Linked DNA regions of Mus musculus: region 2 is linked to region 1. Evidence: chromatin contacts called from public Micro-C data. All regions are on one chromosome and are shown on one strand. Each heading gives the region's core, a stretch centred on a gene start, on an enhancer-like site or on the middle of the called end of the contact. The rest is flanking DNA. Distances are from core to core; before and after follow the strand shown.

Region 1 (5,347 bases), core at 765-3,264:
ATGATAATGGCATGTGTGTGTTTGGGAGCAAAATGGTCCTTTCTCCAGCTGAACACAAACACAGTGAACAAATGGTGTCTTATAGTCCTTTTGAGGGCATGGCTTTACTGATCCAAGTTCTTCCCAGCAGTTCCTACTTCTTCACATCACAAGAACACCCCGGGGAAGCCACACCTTTGTGTATGGATGTTTCAGGGTATTCATCCAAGCCCCAACATGTAGGATTAGAAGTGAGATCCACCAAGGCAGGAATAGTTTCATTTTTTTTTTTTTGAGTAGTAATTCCTGATTTGGTTCTATAAGGCCTGTCTTCAAATACATGAGATTGCAACACAATTTTTGAACCCTAAGTGGTCTTGTTCTATCTACTACCCTCTTTAAAGATTAAGGTACTGACAGACTGATCCAATGAGTGACTCTCTTGACTATGTATTTTATAGAAAATACTTCCATGTTCAATGGAAGAAACACAGCATTGGTATTCTGTATTTCTATCTTACCATATTTTCAGAGGCAACCATGGAACCGAGTGAGGCTGGAGTTTCAGTGTCTGGGTGCTGGATCACTGCCTATAGTTGTAGATTCATGTGTCGTCCCTGCAGACTCTTAAAAAGGGAGTTTTAAGGTATTTCTTAAAGAATTGTTAAGCCAGTTGTCAGATAATGTTTTCAAAGTTCCTTCTAGACCTAAAAGAAAAGTGTTATCACATAGTTTTCCAGAACAGGAAACTCAGGCCAAAGGGAATCCCTCTGGCCTTCCACACAGGTCCAAGCCTGGTTTGGAACATTCAAAACTCTGTCCAACCTACAGACCCCCAGGAGTCATTCTGCAAAGTGGTTAAACTCGCTTCCCTTTGTTTCTGTAATTGCCAGCTTCTAATTTATTTCCTTTGAGAAAGGGCTTATCTCACCATCAACTCATTAGCGACTTAATACGGGTTAAGCTGATTATAGGCAATGTGAACAGGGATGTTCCCACTACAGGGCAATCAGGATCATAATGCCTTAGGAGAATATCTCTCTTGCCTCTATGATTTTAGCAGATTCTTTTGGATTTGGTACTACAGGTAGAGTGCTTCCTCTTATCCTGCTTCTGGGATGCAATAATCACTTTGGATTTTATAGAAGAAAACACAGAGGCCAGGCAATATGAAGACAAATGTTCAAAGAGATAGGAATAACATTGTTTCTACATTCCTATTTGGTTTTCTGCTTCTTACATGATTGAAATATTTTAAGATTCAGTCTGAAAGAAAATGTGAGGGATATTACTGACGGGTGCAGAGATTAGCTGGGAAAGGGAGACTAAATCAGAAATAAGAAAGATTCACAACGACTACCCAGGGAGGAAGGAAGGAATTTGAAACCTATCCCAACCCAATCCCTTCCTTTTAGGCTGTCTCCAAGAGGCTAAAACATCTGGTGAGGCATGTCAAAGATCCAATCAATCATTCCAGTGTTTGGTCTCTAGGATGCCAGACATCTGGAATAACTATGTTTCTCCTTTCTTTAATTAAATCAACTGGATATTTTGGTTTTCCACAAAATCAGCTTCTGCCTGTATCATACACATCAGGGTCCTTTTGCAACCTTTAGAGTTCTGTTTAGATATGTGTTTATCTAGGTTGTAATCTCTCTGACTGTAACTGCAGATTTAAAATGGTTTGCATATCATACAACAATTTCTATGGAAGTATTAACAAAGAAATCAAAGAAGCACACTTGAATTCCATTTCTCCCCCCAAGGTATACTGAGTACACTTCTTGGTGACTAGAAGTGGAAGGGGTTACAGAACAATGTTAAATAATGACAGAGCTAGCTCAGTAGAGATGAAAGCAGACTCTTTGATAGAAAGACAGCTGGCACCAACAATAATTTTAACTGTGTGTAACAGGAACACACAATTTATATAATTTATGCATTCCTAGGTTTTTCAGTCCATAGGAATTTGGGCTGGTTTTAGGCTATTTTCAAATATCCTTTGCATTCCTATCTGGAAGGGCTGCTGGGCAGCTTAATGACTGAAGGGAGTTAAAAAGAGACAAAGTGAAACCACGAGCACAGACTGGTTTAATGGAATATCATATTTACCAGGAGAGAAATCAAGCCTTAGAATAGACAAAACAATGTTTATCACTCTAAATATGACAGAGAACAACTGAAGAATGTCGGGCTGACATCTCATGTCTCATACCTTCCGCTTTAATGATGCCCACATGGGACATTCTTGGCAGACAAGAATTGCTTTTTTAGGGAGATTCTGTTTTCTTTGGTTTTAAGGAAATGGAAGAAGAAACTACTATATGCAGCTGGAGGTTATTTTCTAAGACAGATGAATTATGATTTTAGAATCTTTGTTATAACCACTTGAGGCAAATGAGCCAAATATTTTACATTCATACTGTGAAAACTTGGCTACATATGTCCAAACATGAGGGCTAAACATGGTTTTACCAAAGGGAGCTTCCATTTCTACAAAAGGCCTATGTATATTCAGCCAGTCCAGTCACTAAAATCGTCAAATTCTGCTTTGATAATAGCTCATTGGATGGAGAGACTTTGTTTTCCTGATGGTTGGCTTTGCAGTGTTTTCTGCTTAAACCGTTTTCTATCACATGACAGAAGCTGATCGTACACACATGGACACAAGTTTACACTTATTGCCTCCACAAGCTTGTGAGGTAGACACTGTTATCGACTTCAATGATCAGAGACAGGAATAGGAAGACGAAGCAACTTAGGGAGATGAAGCAACTTTATGAAGGTTAGATAATTTAATTTAAACTGAGTATTTCTTTTTAAAATGTGTGCTTGTACATAAATGTATACTTTTAACTACATTAAGGGAATACTTTCAACAGAAAAGGTTACTTTAAATATTAAGATAATGGATTACTTTTTCAGGATATGGAGCAAAGTATACATAGATGCATATCTATAAATACTTTCACATTTTAGGCCACAGACCAATACATAACACATTATTGTGTAACTTCCTTATCCCTTTGTAGGATTAATTGACAACTTCTCAAATGTTAGACTGAATCTTACTTGAGTCATCAGCCGACTATTCCTGTAAAGGGCTAGTGGATAAAGGTTTATGACTTGTGGGCTGTATGCTTATCAAAATTATGGGATGCTGAGAAATCATAAACAAATCTGTGTGCATGTGTTTGTGCATGCATGTGTGTGTATGTGTGTGTGTGTGTGTGTGTGTGTGTGTGTTTGTGTGTCTGCATGCATGTGCATGTACACAACACTGCCTGTTTTAGTGAGCTTGTCAGTGAAACACTTAGGCTACTGTGAACAGTGTTACCAGCATCTCTTTCATTTCTGTAGCATGTGGACTTGGGATTGATGGATGGGACAGCAGCTCTACTTTTGTCTTCTGTACTGTTTCTCAGAATGGCTGAACCAACTCAGGCTAACCAATAGTGTGTAAGGGTTTGGGGAAGAGAGTTGATCGAAGCTGCTTAAGTGTTACCTTAAATCTGACTAGACACAGTGTTTCTCAATCTTCCTAATGTCGTGAACCTTTAATATAGTTCTGCATGTCATGGTGACCCCCAACCAAATTATTTCATTGCTGCTTTATAACTGTAATTTTGCTACTGTTATGAATCATAATATAAATATCTAGTATGCAGGATTGCTGACATGCAAGCCCCAACCAAAGGAGTTGTGACCCACAGGTTGAAAATAGCTTCTATGTAAGTCTTTTTAGGCACATTAGACACAGATAGAGAAATGACTGCTTCCATTATTATTATTATTATTATTATTATTATTATTATTATTATTATTATATTTTCTTTATTTACATTTCAAATGTTATCCCTTTTCCTCGTTTGCCCTCCAAAAACCTCTTCTACCATCCCCCCTTCTCCTGCTCAACAACCCACCCACTCCTGCTTCCCTGTCCTGGCATTCCCCTACACTGGGGCATGGAGCCTTCACAGGACCAAGAACCTCTCCTCCCATTGATGACCAGCAAGGCCATCCTCTGCTACATATGCAACTGGAGCCATGGGTCCCTCCATGTGCACTCTTTGGTTGGTGGTTTAGTCCCTTAGAGCTCTGGGAGGTGGGGGGGATTGCTTTCCTTTAATCATCACAGCCAGGACCTTAACTGCAAAGACAGATTCATTTGCAATGGACTTCAAGAATGTGTGTGCAGAGCCTCACCCTTCTACTTAGCATTGCTTGTGAGGAAGCAATACAGGTCCATGGCCCCAAATCTCATCTCAGTTTAAGCTACATTAGTGGGGGATAGAGGAGCTGTGTCAGGGTCAACACTAGGAATATCTGAAATCATGAAGAGGGGTAGAAATCCTTAGAAACCTTGCAAGAAATCTTTTTGGATTGAGAAAAAAAATACTCAGTGATATTAGAAACTCAAAACTTTGCAAAGAAAAATAAAAGAATTGTTCTTGCAGCACAATTTTAGCAAAGCTTACTGGGAAATCCAGGGCCATGAGATGGGTGTGAATAGCATGCTTGTGTTTTGATGTCAACTCTTGAGCAGTAGGGGAGATAACAATGTCAATAACCATAGATTTCATTGTTTATAAATGCCAGATGGCATTCTCAGGGATGAAGTTCAAAGACTATGGACTGGCAGACATGGTAGAAGCCTTGAGGGTTCTTCAGTATGGCTGAGAGGTAAGGGAAGTAAAATCTGCCAGATTGGTACTAAGGGATTGCTACATTGGGAAAGAGGAAGCCTGTGCCATCCTTAGGCTATAGCCAAAAACAACAGTGCTCAAGGGTATGGCTAAGGATGAGGGAGCAGGCTACGGTGGGAATGCCTGGATCAGCCTCCCCTTGTAACCCTTGAGGAACACAGAGGCATGTAGGGCCAAGGATTCTTTGCTATAAGGTACTTTTGACTTAAACCCTATTTCATGAAGCCAGGTGTCATTTTAGAAAGAGACAGGGATTTGTGAGTTAAAAAGCATTTAGTTCCAAGGCCATCTAGGTAATTGCTCTAAACAAAATTCATTGATTGGATTATGGCACAGTCACCTCTGTACCCTTATGGCTCAGATAGACCATTCTGCATGATCAAATGGCAAATCAGACTACATTTCTCAATTACAGAAAAATCTGCAGACACATTTGTGTATGGTCTAAGTAAACTGGTGCTATACACAGAGATTTTATTATGGAAAACAAGTTCATGTGCAGTACATTACGGAGTAGATGATTCATGCCCTGGTCTATTGGCTTCCAGATGTTCACACGGCCTCTTGTGTTTTCACCTTTCACTTCTGCACTCTTCCAGGAAGCTTTGTACTTACTGGGCTAATCCAGAAGAAGCACAAGGACACTCTTCTGGCTATACTCT
Region 2 (5,347 bases), core at 1,272-3,771, 250 kb before region 1:
GTGTGTGTTAAACTTCACTGATTGGTGAGCAGTTTGTTACAACGATCTGGTTGTCTGTGTCTGTGTGTCTGTCTGTGTACATAACTGGGGATCCAATCCAGGGCCTTGGGCACCTCAGAGCAGATGGTCTACTTCTTCTTCAGTCAGAATAACATTACTTTTATATCATAAACACCCTAATGTTCTGTGAAGATGACTTATAAAAATCTTCCAAATTAAATTGTTTTTTTTGTTGTCTCCTCCTTCAAGAAAATACTTTCCTCCATAAAGGTACCTCCTTTTTCCCCCTCTCTCTTTTTTGTTTGTTCTTGGTTGGTGACAGAGGTCAGGAAGGAAGTAATTTTAAAAGTTAAAGTCTGGATTTGAAGTGCTTTCCTACATAATGCGAGGTCCCCTCCCTGTGGACTAATCTAGATTAAGCAGTTGCTAGACTAGACTAGCTGTTTATTCCCCCCCCCCCCCCACACACACACTGTTATTCTGCTACACTAACTTCAGATATCTCTAGTTGCTATCCTCCCAACCCCTAATGCATTTCAAATCTTTAGAGTCCTCTTCTTGCTATTGCAGTCTCCGTACCTTTTCCAAATTACTTGCTATTTATAGCCTTCCTGTAGTGGGCACATGTGCCCGCATCACCAAGCTGTCAGAGGGGAAAAATGAAGGCTATCAATTCAATGTGTACCGCATAATCCATTAACCAGGTTTAGGAGAAACTGCATGATAAAGGAGGTGAAAAGAGAAAACAGAGGCTCCTGAGCTTTCGAGAGGAGGTGACACCTACAGATGCGGAATACCCCAATTCAAGTACCGCAAGCATCTGAATGGCGCCAGTGCCTACATCTGTACCCTCTCCCTCTCTCCCCTTTACCGCATCTGTGCAAGACAGGAAAGACAGGCAACTCCACCAATCAGCAGGCTGCCCCAGGAACCTCACCCCGCCTCTCTAGCCGCATTATGCTGAGGCGCGCAGCCCCCTTTACCCATCCGCTCCTCCCCTACTCCAAGCCAGGCAGTCTAGTGGATTGAGCATGCCCAGCACCTTTACTGCTGCGTCTCACTGCAAACAACCTGCAGTGCTGGAGAGCGGGAGGCTGAGAGGGTTCCTGGCTTAGGAAAAGAGGTGGAAAACTAGAACCGCCCATGGCTAGAGTAGAATGGCTTTAAGCACTGGGAGCAACGTCACATTTGTAGGTCTTTAATGCCGGTTGGGCTAGACAGGGACACCCTGCTTGATTTATAGGTCATCTTAAAAAGAAAAAGAAAAAAAAAAACTTTGGGGAGCGTCTGCTTGTGGTGAGACTAAGAAATAGGCTTTGCAAAGAGGCTGCTGACCCGTTTTCATCAAGAAGTACCCATTTTCCTGTGCAGCCTAGCCACTTATCCTTGTCTCCCACTTATCCTTGTGGTCAAGGTTAAAAGTGTATAGGGTCGTCTAATGCTCGTGCAAACTATGAAACAAACATCTGCTAACATATACACAGTAAGGGTGTACACTTAGGAACTCTCTGAAGGTCCTTTACATCTTTAAAAAAAATCACAAATAGACTTACGAATGTGATAAGGGGTGCCAGGTTTCCTCCAGCCCCCGCCCCCCACCTTTTGCACTAACTAACCCTTAAGTGTGAATCCCTCTTCACCTGCATGAAGGAAGAGAAATGGTGACTTTTACATTTTATTTCCTTAGTGATCAGCGGCTAATAGTGCCAGGTGTGAGATCCCAGGTCGCGATTCCGAGAGACCCTAACCTAGCCAACAGTCATTGCCCTTGGGCGTCCCTCTCTGTTTCTTCCAGGTGCTTCACCACGGTACGTCCGGAGATTCCAGGTGGAAGACTGGCTCAGAAGTCCTTTAGAAAATCTTACAAAAATGTAGATCTCCCTACCAGGGCCTCTCACCCAGACACCGACATCCAGCTGCCTCCCGGGGGTCGCCTTTACCTGTTGGGTGAGAGCTAGCAGGTCACCCGCGTCCCCTCCGCCCCAGCGCCCCCACCCTCTCGGGGCTCTGCAGCCGCAGTGCACCCCCCCTCTCACTGCCCCCTCCCTCACTCCTGCGTCTTCCCCAGATCCCCCCCTCCCGTTTTCCCAGACTCCCCTCCTGCTTTCCGGTAGCCACCCAAACAAGCCTGCCCTCCCGCCGCGGGGATTCCTACGGGCCGGGGGCGCTCTGGGTGGCACGGGCGTGGGAGACACAGCGCCCCGGGCTCTGCCGGCCACGCAGGGGCGCTGCCCGAGCGCTGCAGCAAAGGGCCAGCGCGGGCGCCTCTGCGGCACGGCCAGGGGGTGGAGAGGGGCGGGCGTGGGGCGGGCTCGGCCCGGAATGTAGAGCGAGCAGGGAGAGGGAGAGAGACCCGGGCTGGAGCCTCCCGGCGGCGGCCAGGCTGCTGAGCGCAGAGGCTCCGTCACGTGTTTTGCTCCTCTGGAGTGAGACGGCGGCGCGGTCTGAAGAGGGCCAGCGCGCGGTGCCAGCCGCCGCAGCCGCCGCTTGTTTTGGTTGGGGCTCTCGGCAACTCTCCGAGGAGGAGGAAGGAGGAGGGAGGAGGAGGAGGGAGGAGAAGGAGGGAGGAGGAGAGAAGTAACTGCAGCGGCTGCGCCTCGGGAGGACCGGGCGTCTTCCCCGATCTCTTCCCAAACCTCCCCCGCTCCCCGCCTCCCTCCCTCGTCCCCTCCCCTCCTCCCTTGCGGACTGGAGCTAGGGGCAGGGATGAGCCTGTCCCTCTGGACCGTCCCCTGCTCCCCCAGCTGCCCAGTAGCGTTGCGCGTGGAAAAGCCACTTTCCCCGCCCGCCGAGATGGGCTCGAGTGCGGGCTGCAGAGGACGCGTCCTCGGGCGGCAGCAGCAGCAGCAGCAGCAGCAACAGCCGCAGCGCCGCGGTCTCTGCGATTGAGCTGGTATTTGGGCGGCTGGTGGCGACGGGGACGGTTGAAGGGTGGGAGGAGGCAGAGGAGGAGGAGGAGAAGGAGGAGGGAGAACCCGGTGCAACGTTGGGACTTGGCAGCCCGCCTCCCCCTGCCCAAGGATATTTAATTTGCCTCGGGAATCGCTACTTCCAGAGGGGAACTCGGGAGGGAAGGCGCGCGCGCCTAGAGAGCCAAGCGGGGACTCCTCGGGCCATCGCTGCCTCCCTACATCGGACTCGACCAGGGGCGGCAAGGGATGCACCATAGCTCCTTCTCTGCTGCAGGGACTGGGGGAGACATAGTCCTCGGAAGATTGCGGCTGCACTCACCCTAGACCCACTGCCCTTCCCTCTGGGCATGAAACGCCCTTAAACTCGGATCAGGCTATCTTCCTTGGCGCAGTTACCTCGTCCTTCGGCTGCCCCTCCCCAGCTCCAGGAACAGCGTGAATTTTGGAGTCAGAATTTCTGCGAGCTTCCTCCAGCCCGGAGTGCATGTGCGGGGCCGCACTGAGAAGCCACCCCTCACCCAGTTTTTCAACACCTCCCTCTGCTCCGCAGCAGCATGGCGAGCCCTCCGGATACCGATGGCTTCTCAGACGTGCGCAAGGTGGGCTACCTGCGCAAGCCCAAGAGTATGCATAAGCGCTTTTTCGTGCTGCGGGCGGCCAGCGAGGCCGGGGGCCCAGCGCGCCTGGAGTATTATGAGAACGAGAAGAAGTGGCGGCACAAGTCGAGCGCCCCCAAACGCTCGATCCCCCTCGAGAGCTGTTTCAACATCAACAAGCGGGCTGACTCCAAGAACAAGCACCTGGTGGCTCTCTACACCCGAGACGAACACTTTGCCATTGCCGCGGATAGCGAGGCTGAGCAAGACAGCTGGTACCAGGCTCTTCTGCAGCTGCATAATCGGGCAAAGGCCCACCATGACGGGGCTGGAGGAGGCTGCGGCGGTAGCTGCAGCGGCAGCTCTGGCGTTGGAGAGGCAGGGGAGGACTTGAGCTATGACACGGGTCCAGGACCCGCGTTCAAGGAGGTCTGGCAGGTTATCCTGAAACCCAAGGGCCTGGGTCAGACAAAGAACCTGATTGGCATCTACCGCCTCTGCCTGACCAGCAAGACCATCAGCTTTGTGAAGCTGAACTCCGAGGCAGCCGCTGTGGTGCTGCAGCTGATGAATATCAGACGCTGTGGCCACTCAGAGAACTTCTTCTTCATCGAGGTGGGGCGTTCCGCTGTGACAGGGCCTGGCGAGTTCTGGATGCAAGTGGATGACTCCGTGGTGGCCCAGAACATGCATGAGACCATTCTAGAGGCAATGAGGGCCATGAGCGATGAGTTTCGCCCTCGCAGCAAAAGCCAGTCTTCATCCAGTTGCTCCAACCCCATCAGCGTTCCCCTGCGCAGGCACCATCTCAACAACCCTCCACCCAGCCAGGTGGGACTGACTCGGAGATCTCGAACTGAGAGCATCACTGCCACCTCCCCTGCCAGTATGGTGGGTGGGAAACCAGGTTCCTTCCGGGTGCGTGCCTCCAGCGATGGCGAAGGCACCATGTCCCGTCCAGCATCAGTGGATGGCAGTCCTGTGAGCCCTAGCACCAACAGGACCCACGCCCATCGGCATCGAGGCAGCTCCAGGCTGCACCCCCCACTCAACCACAGCCGCTCCATCCCCATGCCTTCTTCTAGATGCTCACCTTCAGCCACCAGCCCAGTGAGTCTGTCATCTAGTAGTACCAGTGGCCATGGCTCCACTTCAGACTGTCTCTTCCCGAGGCGCTCTAGTGCTTCCGTGTCCGGTTCGCCTAGCGATGGCGGTTTCATCTCTTCTGATGAGTATGGTTCTAGTCCCTGCGATTTCCGAAGTTCCTTCCGCAGTGTCACCCCAGATTCCCTGGGGCACACCCCACCAGCCAGGGGTGAGGAGGAGCTGAGCAATTATATCTGCATGGGTGGCAAGGGAGCCTCCACCTTGGCTGCTCCCAATGGCCACTACATTTTGTCTAGGGGTGGCAACGGCCATCGCTACATCCCAGGTGCTAACTTGGGGACAAGCCCAGCGCTGCCTGGAGATGAAGCCGCGGGTGCAGCAGATCTGGATAACCGGTTTCGAAAGAGAACTCACTCCGCAGGCACATCTCCTACCATTTCCCATCAGAAGACCCCCTCACAGTCTTCAGTGGCTTCTATTGAGGAATATACAGAGATGATGCCCGCTGCCTACCCACCAGGAGGTGGCAGTGGAGGCCGACTGCCCGGCTACCGGCATTCCGCCTTCGTGCCCACCCACTCCTATCCCGAAGAGGGTCTAGAGATGCACCACTTGGAACGTCGTGGAGGCCACCACCGTCCAGACACCTCCAACCTCCACACTGATGATGGCTATATGCCCATGTCTCCTGGGGTGGCTCCAGTGCCCAGCAACCGCAAAGGAAATGGGGAC

Evidence for each region. A called contact is a pair of places that touch in the nucleus more often than the background predicts.
Region 2: a contact with region 1 is called in a Micro-C map of palatal mesenchyme, with 4 times the contacts expected there. The contact joins the promoter of Irs1 here to the enhancer-like site in region 1. A contact is called at or near these places in 15 of 39 promoter capture datasets (the 3T3-L1 cell line, 3T3-L1-derived adipocytes, the C10 cell line and 10 more), 1 of 15 datasets of contacts at CTCF or cohesin (pro-B cells), 24 of 484 Hi-C or Micro-C datasets (the 3T3-L1 cell line, adipose-derived mesenchymal stem cells, cerebellar granule neurons and 9 more), 12 of 115 datasets of contacts at active chromatin or transcription factors (the 230-238 cell line, the NIH/3T3 cell line, craniofacial prominence and 8 more) and 1 of 9 other capture datasets (pancreatic islet).

Annotation. Positions count from the first base shown.
Region 1 is chr1:82,038,313-82,043,659 of GRCm38.p6, reverse strand. No RefSeq gene overlaps it. Among named protein-coding and RNA genes, the nearest start is that of Mir6344, 91 kb to the left of the region's middle. Within about 2 kb of position 2,014, at least 26 of the 459 cell types and tissues checked have an H3K27ac peak or open chromatin away from gene starts, as enhancers often do. A contact at or near this core is called in the NIH/3T3 cell line, craniofacial prominence, embryonic fibroblasts and 1 more, where this site is marked.
Region 2 is chr1:82,288,613-82,293,959 of GRCm38.p6, reverse strand. It overlaps Irs1 (insulin receptor substrate 1), which reads left to right and starts at 2,521. Exons shown (of 2, transcript NM_010570.4): 1 at 2,521-5,347. The coding sequence starts at 3,467.